Regions from separate parts of the Hordeum vulgare genome. Here regions 2 and 3 are each linked to region 1. A link is a contact called in public Hi-C data. All regions are on one chromosome and are shown on one strand. The core of a region is the stretch at or near the end of the contact, and the rest is flanking DNA. Distances in the headings are between cores, read along the strand shown. Region 1 holds the start of LOC123426468 (40S ribosomal protein S8). Region 2 has its middle 60 kb from the start of LOC123430179. Region 3 overlaps LOC123426467 (probable UDP-N-acetylglucosamine--peptide N-acetylglucosaminyltransferase SEC).

The links. Hi-C and Micro-C count contacts between places; a contact is called where the count stands out from the background.
Region 2: a contact with region 1 is called in a Hi-C map of seedling, with 4 times the contacts expected there. The contact joins the enhancer-like site here to the promoter of LOC123426468 in region 1. A contact is called at or near these places in 2 of 6 Hi-C or Micro-C datasets (leaf and seedling) and 1 of 1 datasets of contacts at active chromatin or transcription factors (embryo).
Region 3: a contact with region 1 is called in a Hi-C map of leaf, with 8 times the contacts expected there. The contact joins the enhancer-like site here to the promoter of LOC123426468 in region 1. A contact is called at or near these places in 2 of 6 Hi-C or Micro-C datasets (leaf and seedling) and 1 of 1 datasets of contacts at active chromatin or transcription factors (embryo).

The regions. Positions count from the first base shown.
Region 1 is chr2H:416,267,282-416,270,698 of MorexV3_pseudomolecules_assembly, reverse strand. LOC123426468 (40S ribosomal protein S8) reads right to left here and starts at 1,762. Exons shown (of 5, transcript XM_045110309.1): 1 at 1,653-1,762; 2 at 1,494-1,566; 3 at 428-764; 4 at 1-32. The coding sequence starts at 1,656.
Region 2 is chr2H:415,590,985-415,594,506 of MorexV3_pseudomolecules_assembly, reverse strand. No RefSeq gene overlaps it. Among protein-coding and RNA genes, the nearest start is that of LOC123430179, 60 kb to the right of the region's middle. Within about 2 kb of position 1,901, at least 2 of the 3 cell types and tissues checked have open chromatin away from gene starts, as enhancers often do. A contact at or near this core is called in seedling, where this site is marked.
Region 3 is chr2H:415,414,284-415,417,817 of MorexV3_pseudomolecules_assembly, reverse strand. It overlaps LOC123426467 (probable UDP-N-acetylglucosamine--peptide N-acetylglucosaminyltransferase SEC), which reads right to left. Exons shown (of 28, transcript XM_045110308.1): 26 at 3,339-3,485; 27 at 3,131-3,251; 28 at 2,562-3,034. The coding sequence ends at 2,921. Among protein-coding and RNA genes, the nearest start is that of LOC123426467, 19 kb to the right of the region's middle. Within about 2 kb of position 1,752, at least 2 of the 3 cell types and tissues checked have open chromatin away from gene starts, as enhancers often do. A contact at or near this core is called in leaf, where this site is marked.

The DNA of each region.
Region 1 (3,417 bases), core at 513-3,012:
GTGGCAGCAGCAGCAACCTCAGCCTCTTGCCCCTGCACAAGAGAAAATATGATCAAGAAAACATAAACAGTGAGCAACTATTTATAGGCTGGAGCAGAGATTGGTAGATTCAAAGGGGAAAAGGACATTATTTAAACTAGGGCATGGAAACATTATTGGCAAAATGAACAAATTCAGTTGAGAGTTGTTCAAAACAACAAAGATTATGCTGTATCTACAAAGAGCAATTGAGTTAATTTATTCATGAACAAGTTGGACATAACAGTTGAGATTGAAAAGTGCAATCAGAATAAAAAAGAACATGCACTTGTGTTACACAACTACAAAACTGAATATCATTACAACTAAGTAACCCACCCTCAACAAGCTAACCAGTAAATACTAAGATCATGTTGAAGAACTGCAATACAAATAACAAGAATATTACCTCAGCAGCATCCTTTTTGGCAGCGGCAGCAGCTTTCTTCTTCCTACCGATTTCCACTCCATAATGAGTCAGGTACCACTGCTTGAAAGGGGCAGCATCAACTTGCACAATGGCATTCTTCACAAGGGTCTGAGTCCTCACAAGCTCATTGTTTGACGAATTGTAAACCACATCCAGGAGACGGGTCTTGCGGGTTGTGGCCTCACTACCCCATGAGAAGTTACCAGTGTCCAGACGGAGAGCCCTCCATTTCACATTACCTCCACGAACACGGACCCTCCTCACTGTCTTGTTGCTCGAAAGCTTAGTGTTGGCAGGCTGGCGGCCAAGCTCATACCTAATAAATGATAAAGGACGAAGTAAGATTCATAATAATGTAAATTTTAAGGCTGCCTAGACTATCGTCCTATAAACAAGTGATCATAACATTTGTTCAAATAAAAGAACATGCATATTCCAAAATGATAACAAAACAATTGCACAGGACAAATCAGGAAATGGCTAAGACTCAACATTGAGAACCGTCAAGACTTAATACAGCAAATTACAAGTAGGGACGCTTCAAATATGCCTAATCAGATAAGTTAGGCAAAACATTGTATCTCAAAACTGTGTACTTAAAAACAACTAAGGAAACAGCAGTACCAGTAAAGCATCACTACAAGAGCGACAGACCCAGTTATATTGCCAATATCAAGTTATGATAGAGGCGACGTTAGTTACCTGGATCTTAACCAAACTGCCTATCCAACAAATTACCATAAACACATCGGAAGTTCGCATGTAGCGAAATCAATGGTTGTGTGTAAACTAATGAAGGTTATCATGTCGCCAGAGAGCGGAATACCCGCGCTACTGAGGTAATTAGCATGCTAGTTACCACCCAGCTATCATACGAGATCTAAAAAATTCTAGTTACCCCCAAGCTATCATACTAAAGAGTACGGAGACATGTACTAAATTATGCGCCTGATCTAGGTAAACACGGATCTAACATGGGTAGAACCTCCACACATCTTCACGAATAGGAAGGGAGAGGGGATAGGGGTGGGGGCATCGCTCTTACTTTCGCTTCTTCCTCCATGCCTTCTGCTTCCCACCGGTGGCCCGGCGCTTGTGCATGGAGTCACGCGAGATACCTGCACAGACACCACCGCGGCGATAAGCATCGTGCAAACCAGGCAGACTCTGACGGAGCAACGAGTAGAAGATCGGCGGCGCTTACCCATGGTGGCGTCGGTTGCTTGGCTCCGCTGCTGCTTCGCCTCCTATGCCCGCGCCGCCGCAGCTTTGGTTTGGTCTCGGAGGAGGGAGGAAGAGAACCCTAAGAGGTGGGATTAAATAGGACGACGTCCGGGCTTAGGGTTTACTCACAGGTGGGCCGCGAATGGTCCAAAGGTGCACCATGGGCTAAAGCAAGCGGTCCAGTTAGACTTCGTCACTAGGCCCAAATAAGGAGACAGGACGCTATATCTAATAAAAATAATAATAGACAGGATGCTACGTAGTTGGCCCATGTCAATAGAACAGGACGAAGTATAAAAAAAATTACGTACAATAAAGGACAGGAGTATTTTTCATTGAGACCTCCTAATCAGTGCCGGGAGCGAGACATAGCGTCCGCACGCTTCCTTAGTAGTACATTCCTTAATTTAGTTTCTTTTTCTTTTCTTGTTCTTTATCCTTTTTTGTTATGGGAGATGTTGACTGGCTGACGTCATTTGGGTAGCAAACCACCCGATAATCATTGGATCTGAAACACAAATCTTAAAGCGGTGGTCACTGACATGTGAGATGCAGCGAGTCGTTTACTATGATGAATACATTAGTGAACGTGTTGCACCGCCCATCCCCCCTCTCCCTATCTCCCTCACTTCTCCCCCACTCCTCACCTATCATAACACACACAGCGCGGTGCGGGTGTGTCGATGGAGACAGGCGGGCGGCAACGAAGACGAAGTTGTAGGCGGTGGGTTGCACCACTCGCAAGGAGCAAAGGAGGCGTGCAACGACATCGCTCGCTCCATCGAGATCCTCGGCGAGTGGTACTCACATAGGTGTGGCCGAAGACGGGCTGGGCTGAAGTCGTGTTGGTGGTCGTCGCCGCGAATAAGGTGGTCGAGGGCGCGGTGGTGGTGGCGCGGGCCGCTTATTTCAATGTGGTCGTCGGGGATTCGAAATGTGTGGCAGATCTCCTTGTTGTTCCCCGCCCGAGCGCGCTTTAGTGATGGATAGCACCATCTACATTCTACCGCGGTGTGGCGATAAGGGAGCCGCCATGATGGTGCCTCTGTTTGTCTCTGTCAACACCCGTAGGTACTGTTTGCTGCCTTGCACCATCTTTTTTGCTTCACGGGGAGCGCGCATGTGGCCGCCATGGCGGCTTGGCTCTACCTGCGACCTCCATCGCACGGAGACATGCACAGCAGCGGTGGCTGCCGATTGCGCGGTGCAGCTAAGCCTTGATCTACCGGCGCATGGCGCAGTGATGCCCTCCGCTGTATTTATTCGTCGTCGCCTCTTGGCGCTCGGCGTTCCGCTCACGAACCTATCATCGAGCAGCCGCTCCGACCGCGCACCAGCAGCGCTCGGGCTCGCGGATGTCGCCTACAACGGCGTCGCTGTTAGAGCATATATCTCCATATGTGGTTTTGGTAATTGATGACAATTCCTACGGACTAATGGTTGCCTTAAGTTATATTTATAGGATTTGTCCATAGGCACTTCTTGAAGTCCATCTGTTGGGTTCAAGGAGTTTATATGATGACCAAGGTAGTATTCAAGGTATTATCCAAAGAATGGTCATAGAGACACAAGGTTGATCAAGATCGTCAGACAAAGAGTAAATCAAGATGATCAACACACAAAGCGTACAAGATGTACCGAGAGGGATCAAGTGATCCCATGGTATGGTAAGCATTGTCTAGTACGTATTTGTGTACTAACCCATGGTCTTCTTAAGAGTTCTATGTGGGGTTATGTGTGTTTCC
Region 2 (3,522 bases), core at 652-3,151, 680 kb after region 1:
CCCGGGCCGTAGGCAGGATGGTCTGGGTACCCCCGTTCCCACAACGTCGACAAAGTCTTCTTGGGAAACCTTTTAGTTATTTGCCAAAGAAGGCAACAGGCCCCGGGATCGGGTTGTCTTCCTTGCAATGACCAGGGTTTCTTGTATTTGTTTAAACCGGCCAAATCTGCCAGAGTCATGTGAGCATAGCCTCCAAATCTAAGTCCACTCGAGTAGTCGGCTTGAAATTCTGCATATTTGGATGTAGCATAAGCCGGCGTAGAGTTGACCGCTGAAAGATGAAATTAATTTAAGGGAGAGGCGATGTGGCGAGTTGAGGATCTTCGCGATGCTCATTGTATGTCCTCAGCATATGTAGTTCAATAAAGCTATTTTTGCCCAAATTGTGTTCATAAGCCTCTTGACCCATTTCTTGTTATTCTCTCTTGGTCCAGCTCTCCTTACTCTTCTAGGGCCAATTTTTTCTTTTTGTTTCACTGTCGGTTTTAGAATTTATCGTCTCTACAACGACTTGCTCTCTTTGCTCTTTTAAAGACGTTTTCTTCATGACAAGCTCTTCTATTTCATTTGATACGTTCAATTAAATCGGACCACAGGGATAACGGGCCAATGCGCCTAACCATTGGACAACCCGGCGGTGAAGGCTGATAATAGATATATATTTCTTTTTTGCTCCAGTGTTATTTGAGTAGACCGGATCGCGGGAGCGGCGGCTTGCGCACGTATGTTGGGCGGCTCGTATGGGCGGACACGGTCCTTACGTGTTGATATAGACCGGACCACGGAGATGGCGGGTTGCTTGCGTTCATTGGGCAGCTCGTACGAGCGGGCCGATCCGAACGTGTTGATGTAGACCGGTCCGCAGAGATGGCGGTTTGCGCGCTTTCATTAGAAGGCTCATACGAACGGACACTGTCCTAACATGTTGATGTAGAGCGGACCGTCAAGCGACGGCTTGCGCGTGTATTCGTGGAAGCGTGCGGCATGGACGGATGCTAACACATATGATGTTGCCGCGAACTGTGCTGATGCTTGTACGGGCTGATTGAACAAAATATTGTGCAAGTACTTGTTGTACTAGAGGTAGAGTAGTAGTACTATGTGGCTATCTTGTTCTTCGATATTTGAGCCTTGAGAAAAATGTAAACGAATCTTTTTTAGCTCGCTCCTTCTTGCGTTGAACTATTTTGCATATAGAAATAAGAAGTGAAGATGGCACTAGCAGATGGACTGTCCATTTCGTAAACCAATCCATGGTTGGATGTTTAAGAGGACTATGGTATTTCCTGTCCATCAAAGTTTAAGTCTCAGACTTGACGTTAGTGCTTGCATTTTTTTGGATTTATTTCAGGTCTTTGGCGATGTGCTTTCAGTGAAAGGAGACGTTTTCATCGAAAACGAAGGCGTTAGTGGCGACTTCGTCAATCTTAAGATTATATATCAGCTTATTCTTTCAAAGATGTTCATAAAGGTAGAGTATGCGTGTTTGCGTTTATATAGACGAGTATACATTCATGTATATGAGCGATTTTGATTGTATTGTGTTAAAAAAATGGACTGCCATTTCCATGTGAAAGACAGCGGCGCTGCAGGCTATCACTGATGATTTATTTTTTCTTTGCGCCACGCCTCTGCTTTTAGGACAAAATCACTGCTAGGTCTTTATATGCAGCAGCAACGTTAAGCATCTATAAGTATCCACGTCAGCTGTTAATAATATATCGAAATTGCTTCACGTACGACGTTACGTCCGATATAGTTCGGTCTTTCTTCCGCAATCTACTCCTTCACTGGTCAGTTTCATTTATACCTAGTAGTACAAGATGACTGTAGCTAGCTAGGCTGCCCCACCTAGTAGTACAAGTGCATGCAGGACACGTACTGAGCAACGTGCTACGTAGCCTCGACGGCAGCGATAATGCACAGCACTCCTATAGTCAGTGATAGACACAGCGCGAATGGCATCCATATGGCTGAGGCGCTGCCCCACCTAGTAGTATAGTCACAGTCCATTAAAGCATGGTTAATAGTAGACCCGACTACCGGCTTTATGCCATTGCCATGTCACTTGTAGTCTCCGTAAAACAAATCTCATATAGTAAAGCTGGCTGCAAGCATTGGCTATAGCAGTTAATGTTTACATGTATGGAAGAGATAAAAACACAACTGTTGGAGAGGAGGGAGCCGCGACAGCCTTCAACCATTGCATGCAGTTCTTTTCTCTTGGGTATTGTGTTGTAGCCGGGCGACAATTGAAGCGCCGGCTCCCTTCTCTCTCTTGCTTTCTCTCCCCTCCAGCTAGACTTTCTCTGACGTGGAAGAGCTTGTAGCCGGCTGTCTAGGTACTACTATACTTGTTCTTAGGACATCTCCAATAATCCTATGATCATCATTGGTAAATTGTCATATAGACGAATTTGATGACATGGCGCATAAGAAAAAAAAAGAATGAAATCGTATGAACTTGAAGTAACGGTTCTGGCACAAGCTCCGAGACAAACATGGTCATTTTTTCAACATTTAGTGGACCCGCTTAGTTATTTTACATACGGTTAACATATACTTCATTAAAGAACTTGTATGATATATTATCGGCGCTGCTATACGTACGACAAAATGCGTACGATCCTCGTCCGATCCGGCGTGGCAACGTAGCGAAAATTGCTCCGCATGCAGTGTGGTTTGGGTTTGGGCCGAGGCTGGTTCTTGAATCAGAACACCGCTTCTGTCTTGGTAGGCCCCTCCTCTATAGTAACATTTTTTTTAAATGAGTTTATATCTTATCCGGTTATCCCCTCCACACAGAATTGGATCGAGTGTTCTAGCTTCTTCCGCCTATTCCTGTTGCTACTTTGCCAGCTGCTTGGACGCTGCTTCTTCTGGCTCAAATCATGGCTCAAATCTGGGAGGAGGAGAGGCACAAGGAGAGAGGGTGGGGCGCCAGCCGCCCGGCTGCTCGGAGCAACGCCGCGGGAGGCAGCTTGCTGGCTCGGCATAGTTGGGATGGTGGCTGGATGCAACCTCCAATGGCAGAGTGCGTGGACGCTGCTTCTTCTGGCTCAAATCTGAGAGGAGGATGAGAGGCACAAGGAGAGAGGGGGGGGGGGGGGGCGCCAGCCGCCCGGATGCTCGGAGCAACGTCGCTGGAGGCAGCTTGCTGGCTCGGCATAGTTGCGATGGTGGCTGGATGCAACCTCCAACGGCAGAGGTGAGTAACAGATTGCTGGAAGCTCTTGTATCAAATTTACTGTCTAAGAGCACATTTCTCTTGACCAGAGCAGAATGATTAGTCCATTCATGCTTGAATCTAGCAAGTACTGAATCTGTCCATTGAAAGCCACATGTTTATAGTGACATAAAGCGTTGAAATGATAATGTCATTGTTACAATAACCAAAATAAATACTTGCATCTAGTGCCATAAGCCAAACTGTCTAATCGGCTCGGAAGTACTACAGAGTGTGTCTTTTTCATCCGTTCGAATTAGCATCTAGCAGATCCATGACATCTTTATTTCCCTTCA
Region 3 (3,534 bases), core at 503-3,002, 850 kb after region 1:
GATTGAATCCCCGACTTCGTGGTTCATCCGATGAGATCATCGTCGAACATGTGGGAGCCAACATGGATATCCAGGCCCCGATGTTGGTTATTGACCGGAGAGGTGTCTCGGTCATGTCTGCATGGTTCCCGAACCCGTAGGGTCTACACACTTAAGGTTCGATGACGCTAGAGTTGTAATGGGAATAGTATGTGGTTACTGAAGGTTGTTCGGAGTCCCGGATGATATCCCGGACGTCACGAGGAGTTCCGCAATGATCCGAAGGTAAAGATTCATATATAGGAAGTGGAGATTTGATCGCCGAAAATGTTTCGGGGATCATCGGTATTGTAACGGGACCACCGAAATGGTTCCGGGGGTCCACCGGGAAGGGCCACCCCCCCCCCCCCCCGCCGAAGGGCCACGTGGGCCAAAAGTGGATGAGAACCAGCCCCTAGGTGGGCTGGTGCGCCACCCACCAAGGCCCAAGGCGCCTAGGGCAGCAAACCCTAGGGCGTGGTGGCTCCCTTGGGTGGCAAGCCACCCCCTACGGCGCCGCCCCCTCCTCCTCTAGGGCTGGCCGCCGCACCACCTAGGGAAACCCTAGGGTGGCCGACCCCCTCTCCCTCCCTCCTATATATAGAGAGGGTTTTGCGAGGGTTGTACACACCTTTTACACCTCCTCAAGGCCCTACCTCTCCCTCTTCTCCTCCTCCGCGGTGCTTGGCGAAGCCCTGCCGGAGAACTATATAGCTCCACCGCCACCACGCCGTCGTGCTGCCAGAGCTCTTCCTCAACTTTTCCTCTCTCCTTGCTGGATCAAGGTGAAGGAGACGTCATCGGGCTGCACGTGTGTTGAACACGGAGGCGTCGTTGTTCGGCGCTTAGATCAGAATCTTCCGCGATCTGAATCGCTACGAGTACGACTCCATCAACCGTGTTCATAGTAACGCTTCCGCATAGCGATTTTCAAAGGTACCAAGATGCCCTACAACCTCTCTCATTGTTGGTTTCTCATAAATAGATCTTGGTATGACGTAGGAAAATTTTGAATTACTACTACGTTACCCAACAACCGCCCGAGCATACCAACACCGGAGCAGCGACGAGAGCCCCCGTGCCAACCGCAGCCAGGCAACCACATCTGGCCGAGCCAGAGCATGTCAACCCGACGGCCACACGCAGCCCATCATGCCAGCAGCCGCGCTGCTTGCCCCCGCGTCGCTCCTGCTCCACCCGACCACCACGGAGCCGTCCAGTCCAAGTCCACCATGCGAGATCCGATCCACACAGACACCACGGCCAATTCATCATTGATCCCTGCCGGAGCCGGCTGTCGTGTTTCCCAAGCGGCCACAAAGACCGGCACGTCGTCACCAAGTGTCGGGGTCGCCGCCCTGGCGTCCACCCGCCGTCGATCGGGCGCCTCGTCCAAGGCCGCTGCGCCGCGCCAACAAGGGATCCCCGCGCGAGAGGAAAGGGCTTGCCACCGCCGCCCGCCCGCCGCCCGCCGTGCGGGCTTTGCCTGCCGTTTTTTTTTAATCAATCCGAGTGCGGACCATGTTATGTAAAGAAGGGTTTTGGGTGTCTGTTACAGATGCTCTAAGATACGATGCATGTGGCCCGTCTTACGTAGAGGAAAGTTTTAGGGTGTCGGTTGTAGATGCTCTAAAATAGGATGCATGTGACCCCTCTATCCGTAGCGATTGTGCAGTGTACACTGGTCCTGAAATTTAGTAGCACGCAACTGTGGATGGTGCCGAGAATATTTGAAGTTAGGTGTTACTTACAAGCTACCCTTCTAACTAGAGAACAAGGCCAAACAGTCTGCAGCACCGCCAGCCCGTGATCCGCCCGAATGCTAAATCCAAGAGCAAATGTAGGCATCCACCCCCATGTGCCATCCCCCATCCGCATGTGTCCGACCCGTTTCTAAGGATTGATTTGTATTTCAGCATTATTCTAGTACATGGTCCTTTTGTGTGTCAGTCACGGGCGACCCAACCCAAATGCATGCACTCTTCGTTTGTGCTCTTCAGCATCGAGTTGCTCCTCCAAAGATGATAGAGGGATCAGGGATGGACCCTTCTTTTTAGACTGTGATGTACTTTTCCAGATTGGAACAAATAATGCATCGCCTGGGAACGGGAACACTAACAGCAGCACACTTACAGCTTCAGGAGCGGCCTTTGAACTCTCGAACCAGACAAAGATTGCCCAAAGCTTGGCAGTCTTTTGTAGGTGCCATGATCCACCTATAAAAGTAAAAACGCGTTCCCACTTCCGACCTCCCACATACCAATGGATGGGCCATTTCGGTACTAAGAACATCTCTAGCTATTCTTTTAAAATCATAAACTGTAAAACAAAGATAAAGGTTTAAAAAAAAGTATTTTAAAAATATATTTTAACTACGATCGAACAGATACCGTAAAACTGAGATAAAGAGCTCCTTCCTTCAATCCAGCCGCCGCCGCCCCTTTCCCATCTGAACCAAAATTGTAAAACAGAAAAATTATAATGGTTTGACCATTTATACGGAGTCTGCAAGAGATGCTCTGACTCATCTCTAACTCGGTTACTAACTGAACGCATCAGTGCCCCAACAATCAAGGCGAACAGATGCCATATTATATTTCAGACATTGGATATTGTATCTCTGCAGCTCAGTGTCAACATTCTGATAGCAGCACAAGCTGGGGTTGAATAGTACAACAATCAGGAACCAACAAAACTATAATCTTCTGTTGGCACACATAAATAGGCTAATCCGATCTCATCACAAGACTAAACCTGCTACATTCTTCTTTCTTGGGTACATAAGTCGAACTCCACACGCAAAGGTCTATATGGTACAGGACAGGGCGCAGCCAGACGAGTTACATGATTGTACTATGCTACAACTCTGCTTTTTATCTACACAGCCGGGATTTCATGCTCCTCATCTGTCATATGGGAACTCACTGTCGTCTTCTTTTACCTTAAACGGCTCCGGATGACGGCCAGAGCAATAAATATTCCACATCTTGAAGTACGCCCTATCAAGGTTCCGAACCTGAAATGGTTGGCAAGCAGAGAGCTCATCAGAATTTACTGCCTAGAAATGACATGCCAGGGAGTATCACACAGGGACATCGTACAGAAATCATACCCATCGAGCAGTGTCAAATAAAGGACAGGTTAAACGAACTTCTTTAAGCTTATTGGTCAGTGCTTGGAGTTTTGCCGGGTTTGTCGCCAGTTCAACTGCTCGGTCTTCGTACTCCTTCGTGCTACAATCAGAAAAGGAAGGGTAAATGTGCATGCACCATGCCGTCCCAGATAGATTACAAATAAACCAGCTTCTAATCAATACTTACCTGCTAACAATCATCTCATCCCCAAGCCCAGTCGCTAAACAAAGGGAGCCAGCTACTCTGGTTGCCATTTTCTCTAGAGGAAGTGTTATCATTGGCAAGCCAGCCCATAGAATGTCGGTACCAGTTGTGTGGGCATTGCAAAGGGGCCTGTGATGTGAGAAGTTCACAAAGACAGACCAAAATATAGACCAAGTAT